Linked DNA regions of Mus musculus: all the other regions are linked to region 3. A link is a contact called in public Micro-C and promoter capture Hi-C data. All regions are on one chromosome and are shown on one strand. Each heading gives the region's core, a stretch centred on a gene start, on an enhancer-like site or on the middle of the called end of the contact. The rest is flanking DNA. Distances are from core to core; before and after follow the strand shown. Region 1 holds the start of Barhl2 (BarH like homeobox 2). Region 2 holds the start of Zfp644 (zinc finger protein 644). Region 3 holds the start of Tgfbr3 (transforming growth factor, beta receptor III).

Evidence for each region. Hi-C and Micro-C count contacts between places; a contact is called where the count stands out from the background. Capture Hi-C pulls out chosen DNA fragments and counts their contacts.
Region 1: a contact with region 3 is called in a Micro-C map of embryonic stem cells, with 4 times the contacts expected there. The contact joins the promoter of Barhl2 here to the promoter of Tgfbr3 in region 3. A contact is called at or near these places in 2 of 39 promoter capture datasets (embryonic stem cells and stem cell-derived epiblast-like cells), 6 of 484 Hi-C or Micro-C datasets (all in embryonic stem cells), 4 of 115 datasets of contacts at active chromatin or transcription factors (all in embryonic stem cells) and 1 of 9 other capture datasets (embryonic stem cells).
Region 2: a contact with region 3 is called in a promoter capture Hi-C map of liver, with 2.5 times the contacts expected there. The contact joins the promoter of Zfp644 here to the promoter of Tgfbr3 in region 3. A contact is called at or near these places in 9 of 39 promoter capture datasets (the C10 cell line, cranial neural crest, embryonic stem cells and 4 more), 1 of 15 datasets of contacts at CTCF or cohesin (the NIH/3T3 cell line), 2 of 484 Hi-C or Micro-C datasets (Th1 cells and pre-B cells), 3 of 115 datasets of contacts at active chromatin or transcription factors (bone marrow-derived macrophages, large pre-B cells and pro-B cells) and 2 of 9 other capture datasets (adipose tissue and liver).

What each region holds. Positions count from the first base shown.
Region 1 is chr5:106,456,779-106,460,566 of GRCm38.p6, forward strand. Barhl2 (BarH like homeobox 2) reads right to left here and starts at 1,388. Exons shown (of 3, transcript NM_001005477.1): 1 at 448-1,388. The coding sequence starts at 1,063. It overlaps Gm33151 (a long non-coding RNA gene), which reads left to right and starts at 1,814. Exons shown (of 2, transcript XR_389476.3): 1 at 1,814-2,110; 2 at 2,665-2,961.
Region 2 is chr5:106,694,962-106,698,678 of GRCm38.p6, forward strand. It overlaps Zfp644 (zinc finger protein 644), which reads right to left and starts at 1,869. Exons shown (of 10, transcript NM_001363318.1): 1 at 1,571-1,869; 2 at 682-738.
Region 3 is chr5:107,288,283-107,292,167 of GRCm38.p6, forward strand. It overlaps Tgfbr3 (transforming growth factor, beta receptor III), which reads right to left and starts at 1,347. Exons shown (of 17, transcript NM_011578.4): 1 at 973-1,347.

The sequences.
Region 1 (3,788 bases), core at 138-2,637, 830 kb before region 3:
GAAATTTTTCTAACATTAAATCAGACAATTCCTGTGACGGCATTTAGAAAACATGGAGGGGGCATTTGGAAAATACTGGGGTGGTATTGCATTCAAAAATAAACATCAAGTTGTGATCACAGACCTAGACAACCACAACTGGCTACCAGCTTCTCTCCACCCCTTCCCACTCCCATTCCCAAGGTCTCAGCTAAAAGAAGAAAAAAAAAAAATCCCAAGTAAGCCTCTGTTTTCAACGAAAAGTGTCTCCCATCCTATCTCTTCAGTTACCACCTTCCTCCAGCACATTTAAAATTAAGTAAAACAAAGAACGGAGCCGGATGGCCGCAAAGGTTGTGGGGCAGAAATGTAACCAACAGAACTTAAGGTGCGTCGCTAAATCGCACGCCTAGGCCCCTCTCCTTCGGCGGTCACTCAAGTGACCCGGGCAGCTCCGGCGCAACTCACCGTGGCATTTGATGTCGCTCTGGGGGTCTTCTCTCTTGTCCAGCTTGGTTTTGCCGTCCTCCTGCTCAAGCTTTGGCCTGAAGCTCTCGTGTGCCGCGTTGCTCTCCTGCTTCGGGGTGTGATGAGGAGAAGAAACGCTGGTGCTGTAGGGTGCACAAGCCGCCAGGGGTTTGCTGTCTCCCAAGATGTCCTTAATTAAAAAGGAAGAGGTGGAAGTCCTGGGGGCCGCGGCGGCCGAGCCCAGCTGCTGGGCTGCTGACTGCGGCTGCGGCGGCGGTTGCTGTTGGGGCGAAGGCTGCAAACTTTGCGCGGGGACCGCGGATGGTGGCGGCGGCTGTTGGCTGTGGTGGAGGTGATGGTGATGCTGGGGTCCGTCTGTCACAAGATGCGGCTCCGGGGGTTCCAGGGTGACCGAGATCGGTGAAGAGGGCGCCGTTCCCACGGTATCAATCTCCGAACAGGGTGACGGGGTGGCCTGGCTCCTAAAATCCGTTGTCCTCGCTTCACCGAGCGATCGGAAATCCCCGTTCATCATGCCGGGGCTCCCGGAACCGGCACCGGACAAAATAGTGTCTATTCCAAAACTCGACCCGCTGGCCCCTTCCATTGCTGTCATTTCTACATGAGGTCCACGCTACTCCGCGGATCAGCCGCCGCCGGGACCAAGCAAGGGAAACTACCGATCGTAAAACAAAATAGACACTAAAAAGCGTTGACACTGCTTTAAAAAAAAAAAAAAGTGGGGAGGGAATGAAGGATAATGGGAGGTGACAATTGGTGGGCACTTTCGACTCAACTTTTCCCCCTTATACAAAAAGTAAAGAGAAAAAAATTTGAGGGGAAAGCCCCCAAATGCCACAAGCGGGAAGGTGTGCTCCGCTCCGCTGGACCACCGCGCACGTGGGCGGTGGCAGCGGAGAGCAGCACCGAGACTAAGATGCTGGCCGCTGGAGCAACCCCGCCGCCGCCACCTGCACCGCCACCGCCGCCGCCTGGGTCTGCCCACTGCCCGATCCCGGGCGGCGGCGGCGGCGGCCGGAGCAGGTGCAGCGACCGCTAAGGCCGGGCGGTCCCGGAGGTGACCGCCGTGCGTGACCCGGCAGTCCCGGAGCCGAGTTTCTGAACTTTGTTGGAAAGTTGCGGAGCGAACGCGGCCGCCGCCGCCCCGGGAGGAGGAGAAGCAGCGAAGGAGCAAGCGCGGGCGCAGGAGACCGCGGACAGGCGGCGCCCGGCGACTCCCGCCGCTGCCCCGCGCGTTGGCTTGTCATCCGCGGGCTCGCGGGCGGCGCCGACCCCCTCCCGTGACGTCACGGCCCCCGCCGCCGCTCCCCGCCCGCGCCCCCGCCGCCCGGGCCCCGCGCCCCATTGGCCGCTGCGCGCCAGCCAGCGACGCCGGCGTGCCGGGAGCCAATGGGCGCGCTCCTGGCCAGCCCGTCAGCAGCGCGCCTCGAACCCCGCTGCTCTTTTGAGAACCGAACCTCGGTGCGCCCGCAGCCCTGAGCCCAACGCCTACTCCAGGGGTCCAAGTGGTACCCACTGTAACGAGTACCCGGCCAGGGAGATGGGGAGAGACCAGAAGGGCACTGGAGAAGGGAGCCCCCGGGCGGGAAGCGGGGAAGCAGTACGGATCGTTAGATGTGCCCGTGCTAAGTCAGATTGGAGGGTGAGTGGAGAGGCCGCGAAGGGCAAAAGGATCCTGCGGCTCCCGGTGGCCTGCAGCGCAGCCCCGCTCGCACGGTTCCCAAGCACGCTTGAGCAGAGCGGAAACACGAGGAGCAGGGGATAGAGGTGCTGAGGGACCCCACGGGGAAGTGTGTGACACCAGAGCCAGAGCTCCGCGTGGGCCTGCAACGTCTGAGCTCTACTCTCCCCACAGGAGCCGGTGCGCTCCAGCTCGGTCCAACCGGGTAGCAGATCCAGGAGAGGCACTGAGCTGGGGGGCTACATCTTTGACCCCCCTGTCGGGAAGGATCGGGCCTTTGGCTCCAAATCCCGCTTTGTCTCCAGTCAGAGCCTGTGCTGGAAGAAATGCCGGGCCAAGCACTTTCTCCCGAACCGGGAAAAACCCCGGGCGAGGCGTTCTCCAGCGGCGCGGGCAGCTGTGGTTCCCTGCGGCATCAGGCTGCTGTGGGGCCGCGGGAACTGGGTGGCTGGTCCGCAGCCTGAGCTCCCGCAGCTCCTCCCTCCAATGCTTCCATCCCCTCCCCACTGTGGCAGGCCTTGGTTTTGGAAAGGAAACAGTCACCGCCGATCCATTTGGGACCTGGAACGCGACTGTGACGCCGCCTTGTCGGAGGGTATCAACTTGCATTCTTTCTTCAGGACGTCTCCAACCTGTCTCTTGTTGAATGTCAGAGTAATGGGAAGCGCCAGTGACAAGCCGGCGTATTACTCCTGATTAAGTGCCGTGTCAACCTAATTAGCAGAGTAATTATAAGGTGCTAATGAATGATTCAAAGTTCTTTGAGTTACATTTTACTCCAAATTACCATTTTTAAGAACCTTATGAATCTGCGTGGTTGGCATCGTTTCCGTGACCGTATAGAATGATGTCAGTAAAGGACAGGGTTTAGTGGCGATTATGGACGTCGCCTTGCTTTTCTTTTCTTTTCTTTTCTTTTCTTTTCTTTTCTTTTCTTTTCTTTTCTTTTCTTTTCTTGTCTGGTTGAGGACCCTCTTGAGAGGTATCCCGGAGGCATATGACCTCCTGAGATCTTCCTTCCTCCGGGGTGAGTCCCAGATCTGGAAGATGGTGGTGATTCATCCTAAGGACATCTAGATCTTTGGTCCGGGTTGGGGTGGGGGTGTCTCCCGCGTTATTTCAAGAGTGTGTTGAGCTGTTTCCTACCGTCATGGTGTCACTTATCGTCCCCCTGTCTCTGAAAAGGTACTGAGGCTACCAAGACCATCTAGATAGCACTCTCCTTTCTTAGGCGAGCAGACATTTATTTATCACGGAACTACGGTTGGTGAGCCGAAGCCAAGACGTGCTGCAGGCAGACGCTGGTGGCCTGAGGGATCCAGGAAACCCTCTATAGCCACGTGGCTCGCCCCCGCGGGTGGCGACGGGCCTGTCTAGGCTGCCGCCTCAGAGTCTTTAGACAGTAGTAGTCTTTGGCGCCAGAACTGGGTGCTAGCCCTGCAGACCCTCCCAGGTTAGGCCTTGGTCTTCCCTTCAGAGCTTGCGACCACGGGCTGGGGTCTGATTTTACTGAGGCAACTGATCTCAGACTCCCAAGCCCCGGATAGACATTGTTGGCACCCTGAGCCCCTGGCACAGATGACCCCTGCGGAAAGGGCGGAAGGGTGCCTGGAGTGCGGCAAACGCTACTCTTCCTTCC
Region 2 (3,717 bases), core at 619-3,118, 590 kb before region 3:
ATTTTCAACAGCAACATACAAACTGCATTAGTACCAGTCAAGCACTCAGGTTTCACCAGTTTAAAGGTCTACACTGAATTATAACTTCAATATAGAATCTCCATTTCTTTCTTACCAAACCTACTGGAAATAAGGTACAGCTGTATAGCTGACACCTAGTTCCCTAGATACTTACACATGGCCCTGAAGCAGGTTTTCTTGATCTGGGGAACTTTAGTTGTTTAGGTTCTGAAACACTTTCCTTCGTGGGGCCAAAATTAACTAAACTACAACACGATTAAGGCAAATCCAACACATCTCCCAGATGCAGTAAACTTGGCATCAGTCAGGACTGGCCACAACACGTGATGGTGTTTGGATACTTCTGTGGAAATTAACTTGTGCACACAACAGGACCAACATCATTTCAGGGCCACAAGCCGTGGGCATCCCCTCGTTGAGTTTTATCACATAAAATTTGAAAGCTAATACGAAAGTTTTATAACAACTACATTTAAGTCAGTATTATTTTAACAGTTGAAGAGAACTTTTCCACTAATGTCGCTAAACCATGGATGGATCCCAACACGAGAGTCGTCTGTGGAAGTCTCGCAACAAGAAACCACCTAAGTTTCCAATCACGGGGAAGGGTCTGGGACAACTCATCTTCATGTTCTCGGGAGGAGTGGACGGAGCACACACCTGCTTTCCTCTGGCAGAGATTAAGCTCCCAGGGACACAAAGGCCAGGGAATCAGACCTGGAGAGGCAAAAAGCTTTAGCTAGATACCCACCAAGCCCCGTGGCCACCCAAACACTTCGAGTGTTTTTTTTTCTTTTTTTTTCTTTTTTTTTTACCTCTTGGAGTTACTTCTCAGGCACTTAGCGGCACAAGATGTTGCAGACCAGTGGGAAGAAGGGGAAGGCTATGCGCTCTGGTCCCAAAGTCAGGGGAGGGGTGTGGACAGTTACCTCCAGGGCCGGGGCTACAGGCCCGGACAGAGTAGCCTAGCCGCGCACGGGGCGCCGCCTGACTGCTCTCGGACCGCCCCCGTTACTCGGGGAGTTACAATGGCGACCGCAGGGCTCCCCGGACCTCCGGGTCTCGGCCCCCTTCCCCCTACCGCTCACTGGCTGCTCCGCTACATGTGACTAAACAAAACCCCCCGAGTCCAGAGCCCGGCTCGGCCCCTTTGTGTCCGCCACCGGATCCGCCGCCGCCGCAGCGGAAAGGCACCCCCCGCCCCGCGCGCCCGCCTCCGAGTCCCGCCCCGCGGCGGCCGCCGCCGCTCACCTAAGGTTCCGCGGCCCCCCGCGACCGCCGCCTCCCGGACCCCGCGGCCCGGGCTCCTTGTGCAGCAGCAACTCCGCCTCCTCGGCAGCAGCCGCCATCTTAGCCTGTGCGGCAAAACGCGTCCTTTCCGAGGGTTGGGAGCCAGCCTAGGGCGTAGCTCCCCGGGCCCGAGCGCCGCGGGCCGGGTCCCCCCACAACTTCTTCCGCCACCCTCAGTCCCGCCACCGCCTCAGCCCGGACGTCCGAAACGCGGCCGGGGCCGGGGCTAATCCGACCGAATAAGACCCCCGAAACTCACAGTTTGGTGCCGTGTGCGTCAAACCGGGGCGACGTTGGGAGCGCGCGGCGTCCCCGCGTCACACGCCGCTCTGTACGCTACTCGGCTCCAACGGCCCCCTCCGCTCCCCGCTTCTCGCCTCCGGCCTCGGTTCCCACGGCGCAGGCGCGCGGCTTTCCCGCCTCTGCCTGGCCGCCGGCCGCCGGGGGAAGCCAGCGAGGCGCGCCCGTGCTCTCGGGCCGCCGGAGCTCCCGTGCCAATCAGACCCACGGGGGGCGGCAGCAACGCTGCACCGCTGCTCTCCCGTGCCAAAACCAAACAAGGTCACCTCCCCCAGCGGTGACCTAACCACTCCGGAGGAGGTTCCCGCCCCAAAGTAGGCACGCTCCAAATATGGTGGCGACCAAACTCTGCAAGACCCAAGTACCAGGAATGCCTAGGCCCTTTAAGGTGGAATAGGCCCATCTCTGGTGTCTGCAATCGCTAGTTTGCCAAAAACCTGTTCCCTTTTCCAGCTGTTGAAAGAACCAGCAACATATATCAGGCCTACCTTGGAGAACTGGCACAGACAGGTTTTATGATGTTAAACAGGCCAGGTGGCAAAAGCATCAGGTATAGAAATTCAGTTACCCAGACAAGACACCCAAAAAGAAGGCCCGGATTTGGGTTCCTTGGACTCTGCAAGGGCAGATTCTGCACTAAGGAACATGCCTTGATTGTCCAAATTGGAGTCATGCAAAGAGACGTCAGAAATGCTGGTTAACTCTTCAGGTAATCAATAGATTCCCCAGAGGGTCTTCTAAATCTCCCTTTTAACAAGCATTCAGCCATGGGCTTCTGAGGGAAGCAGCGCACTAATTAGAGGTATTCGCTTTGCTTTTGAACCGAGTCAACAAGTTCCTAACCTGTTGAAGGTGAGCTAAACGTTCTAGAATACTCTGATGGGCCTGCCTTACTAAATTCTTTGGTTTCGCTGAACTTTTTCTCATGAAAAACTTTAAAACGTTTTTTAGTAGTTAAGCAGTAATCATGAACTATGCACCTCCAAGCCTTCGAGATATTATTAACATTCACAGGAATACACCATAATTACATTTATTTGTCAAGAATGGGAGTATCTTTCCTGAAAAACGGTGCCTTCAGAAGCAGCAAATGTATCCCAAAGAACGAACATTTCACTATCCACTCTAATTATTTCGCTTGCTAGTAACTGCTGACAACTAGAGTTCATGCTGTGTGTGTGTCAGGCATTCTTGTCACCTGTTCAAGTTCATTACAACCTAAAGTGGCAAAGAGAGATTAGACTGTTGAGCTGTTTCAAAATGAAAGCTTTCCTTCATATATACGAATAGATAGATACACAACAAATAAATCTGTGTCCATTTTCAGCCAACTGCTTGGAGGAGATGCACTTTAGAGACTTATTCTCATCTCATGAGTTTGGGTTTTGCTTGAATGTATGGCTGTGCACCGCATGCTTCATGCCTGGTACCACAGAGTCCAAATGAGCCTCAGGAAGGACCTGAAACTGGAGCTGCAAATGACAGGCCATCATGTGGAAATATCACAAGGGACCTGATCCTGAGTCCCCAGCAAGCACATAAGGTACTCTTGGCCAGTGAGCCATGTCTCCTGACCCACCAGGTCTGTTAACCTGCAGAACTCAAAGGCCTATCACCTGGAACCAAGCCTTGCATACTTCAGGGCACATTTCAGATATATAAAATATATCGATGTATGGGATCTCCAGATACTTTGTGTGTGTGTGTGTGTGTATTCAGATTATATAAAGTGTTGAATAAATGAGTTTCCATAGTTCTAAGAAAAGAGTCTACTTTCATCTTAGTAGGGAGTGGGGAGGTTAAAAACATAAAGCTTTTAAAATTATAAACAAAAGCTCTCATGAGAGTCAGGCACGGTGGTGAGTACCTTTATTCCCAGCACTATGGAGGTGGGGGAATTGCTAATTTGAGGCTAGCCTCGTCTATAAAGAGACTTCCAGAATAGCTAGGGCTACACAAAGAAATCCTGTTGAGAAAAATAAATAAATAAACGAATAAATAACCTCATAAAACAGAAAATAGACTCAGTATGCAAATACTTTCCTATAAAATATATCTAAAGTTTAATTGAACTGGGGAGATGGCCCAGGGGGCAAAGCGCACTGT
Region 3 (3,885 bases), core at 97-2,596:
AGGACCTGCTGAGCTCTCCCTAAAATTACCCGCTACAATCTAAAGGGCCATTCCCTGGATATTAAAGGATCCCGATATGGGTTTTTTTGCGTGTTGGTACCCTCCCAAACCGCTCACTTCTTCGAAGAAAGAAGAAATTTTAAATTGGCTGGTTCTTTATCTCAGTCTGACACTCACGGGATGCCTATCCTCGCGGCTCTCCTGTCACAGCAGGGCGCAGCACGAGGCGCTAACACCTGTGCTGCGCTCCGCACGGTCCCAGTCAGAAACATCTGTGCACTCCTCCAAACCGCACAGCCACCTTGGGGGACCGTGTCCTCCCAGTTCACGGTTAGCGAGTAGGGCAACTGTTTGCACCAACACCTAAGCCGTGATACTTGCGGCTTGTCACTCCAGCTGTCTGCACTCCTATCCGGTGCGGGAAGGTGGGACAAATGCCCCAATAAGCCCAACTCTACAAGCGGATTCCTCTAGCAACATCCAAGAGTTTCAAGTTTGTCCCAACCAAGTTCACAAATCGTAGGGAGCCTCTACCATCAGCGGGAGCGCCACAAGGTTAACCCGGGAGCGTCCTTCACAGCGTTTTCGGGACTGACTCCCCGAGCCAGGGCGCGGCCAGCGGGGACCCAGGACTGGCGTTGGCGCGCGAGTCCCGCGGCCGCGGCCTCTGCTACCCATCATGGTCGAGTGCCCACCCACGCTGTCACGCGCCAGGAGCGCAGTGGCCTGCAGCCCCGCACGGGACTAGGAAACCGTGGAGAGGAAGAGCGAAAGCGGGTGTGGGGAACTCCTCCCCGGCGCTGCCCACCCGGGACCGCAGCGGATCCCGGTTCCGCTCAGCGTCAACCCTGCGGGACCAAAGCCAGGTCCCAGCCTCGGGGTCCTGGATGGCCAGAGCAACCCCGCAAAGCAGGCACCGACCCGCACTACGCAGCGTGCACAGCCTCTGATAGGGCGCCAAACCGCACGTACCTCGCAAGCGGTGTGTCCAGGACCGGTCGTCCAACGCGAGGTGGGGGAGTAGCCCAGACGAGTCCCCGCGCCCAGCGCGCGCAGGCGGCCGCGAGCTCAGCAGCCGCAGTTCAACTGCGCCATCCGGACCCCGCCGGGGACTTTCACCTCCTGCCGGGAGCTCGCGGAATCGCGCAGCGAAAGTGGCCTGGAAGGACAGCAGCCCGCTTCTCCCTCTCCACCTCTCTCTCTCTCTCACTGCCAGGGAGGAGGAAAGTGGCGCTCGGCGTCCCCGAAAGCCTGGATCACCCCCATCAGGCCCGTGCGGCGCCCTAACTCGGCCGCGCACACGCGCGGGCGGGGTCGGGCGCGCAGCCACAGCAATCAGCGAAAGGGGGGAAGGGCACCGCGGGCCTCGGGGGCTCGGCCGCCTAGAAACTCCTCCTCCTGCCCCTCCTCTCCTCCTCCTCCACTGCTGATGGATGAGCCTAGAGAGCTTGCTCCAGCCTGTGCTTCCCTTCGGGCAGAGAAGGCTGGAGCTGTAAGGATAGAAAGGAAGTCGGGTGTGTGTGTGTGTGGGGGGGGGGGGGGGGGGTTCGGCCCGAGATGGGATGACAGCTGGGCATCCCCGGCCTGGAAGAAGTGTGGAGTACCCGGGATGTGGCGCGCACTGCGAAGACTCGCTGCCTTTCCCTAGATCCTTCAAACTACCAGGGCCTTAGGAGAAGATAGTTTTATTGGATTCCTGGTTGTTGATATAAAAATTCCTTTAAAAAAAATCTCAGAGAAACCCATTCCCACATCGAAGCCCCATGCACACATTCATTCTGCCCCAGTTTGGTTTTTCTCCAGTTTCGGTTATCTAAAGATATGCTCTTGTGGTGTGGTCAGGGTCTCTTACTTTCTACAGCCTAGCTCAAAGTGCCTTCTCCAGCTGCTGAATTAAAGTGCCTTCTCCAGCTGCTGAATTCCATTCCTACGGTTTCCCCGCGGCCCTCTGAACACAGGATAGGCGAGCACACAGGGTCCTGCCTGCATGAATGTGCTTTGCAAGAGTTGAATGCAGCTACTTCAGTCACCAACACAAATCTGGCACTGTTTACGCTTCACTTTCTATTAAAAGGTGAATTGCCCATTGGGGCTATAGCTCGGTAGTAATGTATTTGCCCAGCATACACAGAGCCCTGAGTTTGAGCCCCAGCACCACATACAACCAAGTACGGCAGAAGAATCACAAGTTCAGAACCAGCCTTGGCCAGAGTAGAGGTCAGAAGACAACTTTCTCCCTTTCCTCAAGTAGGGCCCAAGAATCCATCTTTGGTGCATTTCTTCAGGGTTGGCAGCAAGCACCTTTATCCATGGAATTCTGTCACCAGTTACTTCACGGGAAACTCTACAGGTGCCACAACAGATGGAGTGACTGAAGTGTCTGGTTCAAAGACAAGTTTCCAGTCTTGACAGCTGCTGGATCGTCAGGGAACCTTTGCACAAATGAGTAGCCCAGCTAGACTTTTGTAATTTTAAGTTTTTAAAGCCTATTTTTAATGATGTTTCTTAAACACTTTAACCTCCCTTCTTGCCCACCACCCTCCAGAGAAGTAGGAAAAACCAAAGGATATGGGGAAGTAGACCTGTTTAGAAAGGTTCTTTGGAGCAACTCCCATCTGTGTTGTCTGGAAATCTGTAGTTCAGTTCACAGGTTTGAAGAGACAGTTGGATCCACTCGCAAACACTTCACAGATATATGAAGTTCAGTAGAGTCAGGATAGTCAACACAAATCAACAGCGGTGGCACTACGTAGCAGAAACAGCCAGGCCTCAGCCTCAGCAGCAGCAGGGACCAACAGGAATGTCAGGAGAAGCTCTCAGCTATGCCCCTCTGAGAAGCGAAGATCAGCAAAGATTCCAAACCGACCAGCATTACACCGCTAGCTCTATAAACAATCCTAGCTATACTCTGTTACTGTCCATGGAGTTTTACTTATACCCTTCAAACGCCTTATGTCCTCTGCGGGTCTTGCCTCCCCACAGGTCTTGCCTCAGCACGTGAGTCTGTCTCAGCTGACATCACTCTGTCAATCAGCCCGAGTCCATGGAAGCCACAAGAAACTGTGTCACGCCACCTAAGTTTCTTGGTGTGTTTCTCTCTTTGAAGTCCTGACAAATGGAGCTCAACTATGCAATGGAAGGCGGACCAATATATGTGTCTGTCACTAGCAAAGAATCTTTTATCACATGTCCTTTCACGTGCTTGCTTTAGCAGAACATCCTCTCACTTGTGTCTGCTTCAGTGGAATGTTCCTTTCACTGCCTTAAACGTACACCTGTGTCTGCTTCAGGAAAACACTCCTTCACATGTTTGCCCCAGCAAAACACCACCTAACACAACTGACTTTCGAAAGAACCCTTAAGCTTCCACTTCAGCCTTCCTCTAAAAGTGCTAGGCTTCTAACGAGGAGAATTGAGTGGTAGGGTTTTAGGGTTTTGTTGTTGATGTTGTTTTGTTTTGGGTTAGTTTTCCTTTGAATAGGTCTCAAGTAATTCAGGGTCTCCAACTCATTAAGTAGTGAAGCCTGCCCTTGAACTCTCATTTCTCCTGCTTCTGCCTCATACTTCCCAAGTTCAAGGTCACAGGCATGGGCCAGCCAGCACACCCCATGGAGGAGGCTTCCAGTGTCAGCATGTGGGTTTCAACCCCTTTGGGGTCACCTAAGACCATTGGAAGACACTTTGGTGGGTGGATTTTGGGTTTTTGACATTGCAATGGCAAAGATTACCCTAGGATAAGATACTAAACAAAAAAAAGTAAGAGCAGACAAATGGGATTGATTATATAAAACTTGTGCTCAGCAATGATAACAAATAACAAAAGGGAGCAACAAGCCAGAGATCGGGAGTGTGTGACACACAACAATAGGTGACAAGAGGCTGATA